2 separate regions of the Anas platyrhynchos genome follow, and region 2 is linked to region 1. The links are chromatin contacts, called in public Hi-C maps. All regions are on one chromosome and are shown on one strand. Each heading gives the region's core, a stretch centred on a gene start, on an enhancer-like site or on the middle of the called end of the contact. The rest is flanking DNA. Distances are from core to core; before and after follow the strand shown.

The links. Hi-C and Micro-C count contacts between places; a contact is called where the count stands out from the background.
Region 2: a contact with region 1 is called in a Hi-C map of liver, with 2.9 times the contacts expected there. The contact joins the enhancer-like site here to the promoter of ANKH in region 1. A contact is called at or near these places in 2 of 8 Hi-C or Micro-C datasets (liver and skeletal muscle).

Annotation. Positions count from the first base shown.
Region 1 is chr2:88,596,643-88,600,377 of IASCAAS_PekinDuck_T2T, reverse strand. It overlaps ANKH (ANKH inorganic pyrophosphate transport regulator), which reads right to left and starts at 1,271. Exons shown (of 12, transcript XM_027451625.3): 1 at 637-1,271. The coding sequence starts at 732.
Region 2 is chr2:88,686,104-88,689,854 of IASCAAS_PekinDuck_T2T, reverse strand. The region is part of intron 8 of ANKH (ANKH inorganic pyrophosphate transport regulator); the gene reads right to left. Among named protein-coding and RNA genes, the nearest start is that of OTULIN, 38 kb to the left of the region's middle. Within about 2 kb of position 2,299, at least 1 of the 8 cell types and tissues checked has an H3K27ac peak or open chromatin away from gene starts, as enhancers often do.

The DNA.
Region 1 (3,735 bases), core at 22-2,521:
TAACGCTTGTGCAGGAGCCTCAGTGCATTGTGCGCTATTATAAAGGGAGCCCCTATACATGTGTATGCCTGCCTGACACAGGACCGGGCCCTTACCTGTCATAAGCACCCGAGGGAGCGCCCAGCGAGCTCTCCGCATCGCGATGCTACGCCAAGCAAGCATCCCTACGGAAAACCTCGGGCCGAGGGGGCGAGGGCATCAATCCCAAACCTAATTCGTGCTTCCCCCCGTGCTCTCCCTCACGGCGGGGGCCCTGTGCGCCAGGGGGGAGGCAGGGAGAGGCTTCACCTGCGGCCCCGGGGGGATGCGGAGCTGCCCCCCCCCCCCGGCTGAAGAGGGGACCCCGCCGCTGCGGCACCGCCGCGCCGGGGCTGCGGTGGGCACGGGGAGGGGAAAAATAGTAATAATAATAACAATAATAATAAATAATAATAATAAAATTATAAATAAAGCAAGACCCGGCCGAACACATTATGTAATTTATTATATAATCTTGGGGAGAAAAAAAAATATATATTTAGGTAGAAGTCGCCCTCCCTGCAGCCAGCCCCAGCCCCCGGGCTGCGCGCAGGGGGGAGCCGGGGGAGGGCGGCGGGGCCCGGCCCGGCCCGGCTGGGCTCGGCTCGGCTGCCTTACCTGCTCCCCGAAGTCGATGGCGATGTTGGTGATGCCCAGCGGGACGAGGAAGCGGATGAGGGGCCAGTAGTTAGTGAGCGCTGGAAATTTCACCATAGTCCCAGCTGCGCGGGGGCCCCAAGCGCATCTGCCGCGGCGGGAGACGGGCGAGGGGGGACGGCGGCGAGGAAGGATGAAAGGGCGCAGGAGGAGGAGGAGGAGGAGGAGGAGGAAGAGGAGGAGGAGGAGGAGGAGGAGGAGGAGGGTGGCTGCGTGTCGGTGCGGCGAGAGCAGCGCCGAGCCCCCCGGCACGGTCCCTCCCTGCCCGGCGCTGCGCGGCGCGGCGCGGCCCTGCCGGGTGCTGTCTGTGCCGGCTCAGCAGCACGCCCGGCAGATCAAGTCCATCCCCGCTGCCCTCCTCCCACACGACAGCGAGCCGCCGCCGCCGGAAAAAAAAAGAGGAGGGACACCGCCGGCCGCTCCTGCGGGCAGCGCTGCCATCCTCGGGGCGAGGGGGCAAGGGGAAGGGCGCGGAGCAAGCCCCCCCCCTCCGCCTGACGCTCGCCGGCGGCAGGGCGACGGCTGCAGCGCCGCGCAGGGAAACGCCGCCCTCCTCTTCCTCCTCCTCCTCCTCCTCCTCCTTCTCCTCCTCCTCCTCCTCCTCCTCCTCCCCGCCGCCCCGGGGGGCCCGGTGCGGGGCGGTGGTGGCGGCGCCGCTGTCCCGAGGCACGTGTCTGTGACACACGGGCTGTGCTGCCGGAGGCTCGGGGGGAGAGAGCGGCACCGAGCGGCTCCTCCTGACGAAGGAGAGCCCGGCGGGCTGCCCCGGCCCCGGCACCTGTCGGATAGAGGGGCACGGAGGGGGCTGACCCCCCAAAAACGTCGCCTTCCCAGCGGGTCTGCGGCCGCCCTACGCCCGCCCGGTGCCATTTTGAGGCGGGGGGCACAGCCCGGGTAGAAACAGAGCTGGAGGCTCCTCCAGGTCCTTCAGGCTTCATGCAGGGGCACTTGGAGAGCTACAGGAAAGCTGTGGGGCCGTAGCCAGCCATGCTCGTGGCTTTTGTCTGATAAAACACCCGAAATAAATAAATGGAGAATGTTGGCCAGCGTGATCTGTTTGCTATCCAAAGCCTCTGCCTGAGATCTGGGCAAGGGGAAAGCGTTCGTGGCCCAGCCCTGCACGCACGAGGGTCCTGGCGTGGCTTTCTGAGCCACAGCCTTGGGAAACTGAGAGGCCCTTTCAGTGCAAGGTGTGGGAGGAGGAAAACAAAGCCCTTCTGAACACTTTGCGGAAGTTTTTCAGCATTTTAAATCTTGCAGGGGGATTTGGGGGTTTCCTTGTAATTGAGTTCCTCTGTAGCGTTCAGCCTGATGATATCACCTTTCACATCTCAAGGCGACAAAGCTTAAAAAGGAGGGTTGGCAAGTATCTCAGGAAGGCCAAAGTCACGTGCAGCCTAAAATGTCCCTGCTCCTCAGGAGGGCGGTGGCCAGTGGGGGAGTGGTGGCAGCCTTCCTGACCATAAGACTTGTGCTAAAATGTTCACATGAGCGAGAGCCATTCCACATATTTTGGAGAGTCAACAGGAGGCGAGCTCTGAAGATCCTTAACAGGCAGATGGCTTGCTGTGGGGTGGGGTTGGGGCAAAGCCAGCCTCAGTTGTCGCTGGAGGTTTTATCCCTCCTACAGCTGGAGTTTGGCACACCTAGTAGTAGCCCATACACAGACATGTGGCCCAGCCTTCCTTATGGACACGCAAGATCAAACTCAAAATGTTTATGAGCCCTGTGAGGGTGCAAACCTGAATTTGTCTTGTAGATCAATTAACATGCCACAGGCATGGTGTCATGGGGATGAGGCAGTGGAGCAGTGTAAAGCAGAGGACAACAAACTGAGAAGCGTGGAGCAAGAGTTGTTTGTAATTGTGTAAGTGTGTCTTTGAATTAACAGCATGATTATCTTCGTCTTCCAGAGGAAGATCCCCCTCTTTATCCTTCGGCAAACAGTATGCCCCTGAAGCATCAACAGGAGAATAAATCCAGAGCTCAGTGCCCCAGCACAGCCTGTGGTTGCATCCATGTGAACGTTGTGTGATTATTTTTCAGGGTGGTGTTGAAAAGTGCAAACTAATTTGTTTTCCAAAGAAAGTAAACTGTAAGCTCTGTTCAAGGGAGGTATCTAATCATCTCTAGACCTTGCTGGGGATCATGAGGTTTTGAACCAGTGGTTGGTCCACAGGACAGCTTCAGATTGTGGCTGTGATGGGGAGCACTGAGTCCAAGCAACCAGGCTTATGTTAGGCTGGAGTAGAAACTCCAGTGTAGAGATAAAGGCCTTAGTGCCAGCTCCTTTGCTTCACTTGTTCGTTCGCACCAAGCTGGATTACATACCCGTCAGTTTAGACAGAGCCTGTGTGTAGGCTTATGTGCAAGGCTGCAGAAGATCCATGTAGGTGGGCCCTTTCTTTGGACAAAGTTAATAGCTTTTGAAGACAAAACTGGATATATTCCAAAGCATTAATTTTCCTGAGATTGTATTTGGTTTTAGATAACTCTATTGTCAGTAACTAATTTCTTTGTGATAGGACTGGATTTTATCGTGAGTGAGGTCATTCCTCATTGGCATGGGTCTAAGAAAAACCTGGAGCTGAAATTGTGGAACAACATTGTTCACAGCTCCATATTTTTCCATATTTTCTAGTTAAGTTTTGCTATTTTGTTTCAGTTTAGAGCAGTGTTTTTTGGTTTGGTTTGTTTTGTTTTAGGGGAAAGAAACATTTAGCGCTGTTCTTCAGCAGAGAAAATTGAAAGGGAAACCCCCAAACCATTTGTAAATATATGACTTTAACTTGCCATTTGAAATTTTCAGGTGAGCTGATGTTTGAGGACTACCTCCTTGCATTCCTGGCAAAAACAAGCCACCACAAAATTAAATCAAAACATTTGAAAACCGAGCACATGGCTTACAGTAATAATTATAAAGCATACACAGTGATCAATTATTTTGTCACAAAATTATGTTCAGACCTGGAAATACTAAGACACCTGAGTAGTTTAATGGAGTGTAACAGAAGCATATCCATTTGGGGATTTATTATGTATTTGTAAGGTAGTTGATCA
Region 2 (3,751 bases), core at 1,050-3,549, 88 kb before region 1:
ATGTTAATACATGCTATTGCCATGTGTGTAGTAATCTGCAGGCTGCTAGATTAATTTGCTTTTAGGCGTTTGTGGAGAGCTGTGTGTCTTTTGGGACATTCACTGATAAATATAAGGATAAGAGTATTCTAGTGAGCTATGAACAGTATAGTACAGCTAGGCTTCAGTGCAACCTTTAGTTGGAAAAAACAACGCTTGATGACACAGACATGATAAGACTCTTTCTCAGAAAGAGGCTATGAAACCTAAAATAAGTATTTTTTTAAAAAATGGATTATATATACACCAGCCTGGAATGAGAAAGGAAACATCTGCTCAGTGTTGTTTTGAAGCAGAAAAATGAATTGTGTTTCATCACGGAAGTATGTTTTGCGGGTTAACTATTCCATCCCCGGTTAAATATGTTATCCCTATCACTTCTTGAACTTGATATGTTTGCAGAAGTGGGGCTGTCTGAGGAAGGTGTTTAACTGTCCAAATATTGTTCTATGTATATTTTGAAGATTGCATCTTAAGGAATTTAACCCAAACCTTGTTCATGACCTCTTGTGACCTCTTATGGTACGAGACACCCAGTGAGGGCTGAATAAATGTACTTTACAACTTATTATGCATTTCAGCTTTGAATTGTATCTTTGATTTTTTTTGGAACAATATTAGTTAAATTTATCAATTTTATTAATATGGAAGAATGCCACATGTTTTTTGACTTTTGAAGTGTGCTATAAACAGATCTAAAAGGTACCCAGAGTCTTACATAGTCCGATCTCCTGAACTACTAAACATCTCCATGGCCTCTGCCTTTCTCATACAAACAGAGCTTCTATAATTGTATCTCATTAAAGAGCCTGTATCACTCTTAAGGGATGAGCTGTTCTTGTAGATATGTTTGCAGTCAAAAGAATGTCCTGTTCCAACTCGAATCTGCGTGGATAAACTGGAGTTGACTCCTCTGATCAACATTTAATTTGCAAGATTTTGGGGGGTAAAAAAAAAACACCACCCAATTTTGAGCTTAGTGCTGTTCTTCTGGCCATTATAAATCTATACCTTCACTGACCTTGAAACTTTAGTCCCCTAAATGTCTGTGTACCAGGACTTGTTTCAAAAATTAACTCTAGCATCTTAACATTACAGAAAATAGCACTCTTCTTCTGTATGTTTATCATGGACAGTAAAAAAAATAATTAACTACTAGTACTGAAGCAATGGCAATAGTTACTGTAAATTAGTTACACCCATCTTCCAAGCTCTAGTTGGAATGTGTTTTCATGTTGAATGTAGCTATGCAACAGAACACAATTTCCTAATACCTCCTGAAGCACTCATTCTACCATGCAGTTTCTCAAGTAGTTGAACATGAAAAATATTCAATGGGATTCTTATAAAGAAAAAAGAAACCCAACCACTTATCAATTTACAAATAAAGGTTTATAAAGGTTTTCATGTTTTACTGTGGTCAAAAATATATATATATATTTCATCATAAAGACATTATTCCCTGTTGACAGGAAATCATGAATGAGTTTAAGATGAAAATAATGAAGTGGTAAAAGCCTCCTGTCTTTACAGGCTTGTTTTTCAAGCATACAGCTACAAGCTATCATCAAATTCTTTGGAAGTTGTGCAGAAATTTCTGTGCATGGTACAAGATCAGAGGCCAACGTCACTGGCTTGCTATGGAAGCTTGTTGCATACCAAACCTGGGCTCCTAACAGAACAGGCCTGCAGAATCCTATCCCATGTGGGCTGCACATCATGTTAGAAAGCAGTTTTCACCCAGCCCCTGCAGTTTCGAGGGGTTCTCTGATGCCTTTTAGGAAAAAGAAAGTGTGATCAGTCCAAAGGGAGGTGATTAAGCTTCTCCTTATACAACAAGCTGTTGGGATATAACATGGTGATATGCTCGTTTGTCTTTTAATTCTGAAGTGGACTGGAGGGTTGGTCCTTTTCTTCAGTATAGTTTTCAAGCCCTGATTGGGTAAAGCTCGAAGGAAGATCTGCCCTGACCTCACAGCTGACCTGCTTTGAGCCAGAGGCTGGGCCGGATGAACTCCTGAGGGCTTTCCAACATGACTAATCCCGTGATCCTATGAAGCAAAAAGCCTTAGATCTGTGTGCAGCAAAAATGTCAGACCACAGACATATCTGAAAGCTGTTTATCAGAATGGTAATGACTTGAATCACAAAGACATTCCCTTATAGCAATTACCCCTCAGGTACCTGCAGGTCAGTATAGTTTTCTGTGAACTTTGTTTTCTGTGAAGGGTGTTGTAAAGCAGAAATCAGCTGTCATAAAATTTGCCAAGCAGCAGGGGGAGCACAAGAAACCAGACCCTGCCTGCAGGAAAACTGTAACTTCACATCTAACCCTGGAAATAATTGATTTCTGCAGATTTAAGTCTTCCCCTGCCTCCCCCAACTTTTCTTATAATTCAGAGTGATGAAGCACATCGTTCTTCAGAAATAAAGCTAGGTCCAGCAGCTGCACAATACCCTGATCCTCTGACAGCATTAAGATGATGGCACATGTACCTCCCCACCAACTGCTGCTGAAAATACCTGGGTAGTATTTTTCAGGCAGGGTTGGGTCACTGCAGCATTTAAGATAGTCATTGTATTGGCCTGTTGAATCCTGCTGTAGTTTTTACAGAATGCAGAATGATTTACCAGGCATAGCGACGCCTTAAGAAAGCTTGAACAAACCAAAGCTGGCAGATTCCTAGACTCTGAATACTTTTGACACAACTTAGCCATTTTCTTCTGTCCTAAATTTTCTGCAGCACTTGCTGCTTCCTATCATGGTTACAATGCTTGAGCAGAAACATGCTGCAGGGACAATTTTTGACCCTTTTCTGCTTGCTCCAGCCATTCATGCAGAATAGACTCTTTGTGTGAAACCTGAACAATGATGAAGAAGACATCAGTCTCCACTTCACTGAACCAAACAGAAATCCTTTGTTCCAGAACAAAAGCTCAGTGCGGTACCACGGATGGGACAAGGCCCTTGGCTTGCTCGTGAGGATTTTATAAAGTCAGCTTCTGGTGGTCCAACATCTTCCTGAGTAGGCAGGAATGCTTCTGTTCATGTTGTGTGAAATGATCTTTACTGAAGCAGGAACTAAACCTGACTGAAAAGGTAAAAACCTTCTTGAGTGACTGTCAGCCAATATGTCATTTCCAAATTGTTATATTTGTGCCAGCAGCCTGAAGATAAAAAAGCATCTGGGAGTTCAAAGATCAAAATTAAAAGCAGTGAAAACAAACTCATTCGCTGGATGGATGGCATTATTCTGAAAGCTGTCCTTGGCATGCATATAATGGTTGATAGTAAAGTAAAAAGAATGTGGATTATGTCTTAAAATTTGTTGGTTTTTTTTTTGTTTTTTTTTTAGTGTAAAGATCCTAGATAGGATATGTGATGTCTCCTCAATATAATGAGGCTGTAATTAAGCCATTGATGAAATAAGGCAGGGGAGTGTGGGGGAAATCTGTTCCTTTTTTTTTTATTGCCTTTTTTTGTATACTCATTAGAGATAATGACGATGAACCCAGTCACCCAGAGAATTTCAGATACTGGCACTGTCAGCAGCTGGGGTTGTGTCCTCCGAGGGGGACCTGGTTCTTACTGTGACATTTCTTCCTGCAGATTTTACTGCCTCAGCTCTATTAGCCCATGACTCGTAGTAAAGCCCGGTTGCAACCGTTGATAAAGAAGCAATGCAGAGACGTAAGATGAAGGCCACCAATA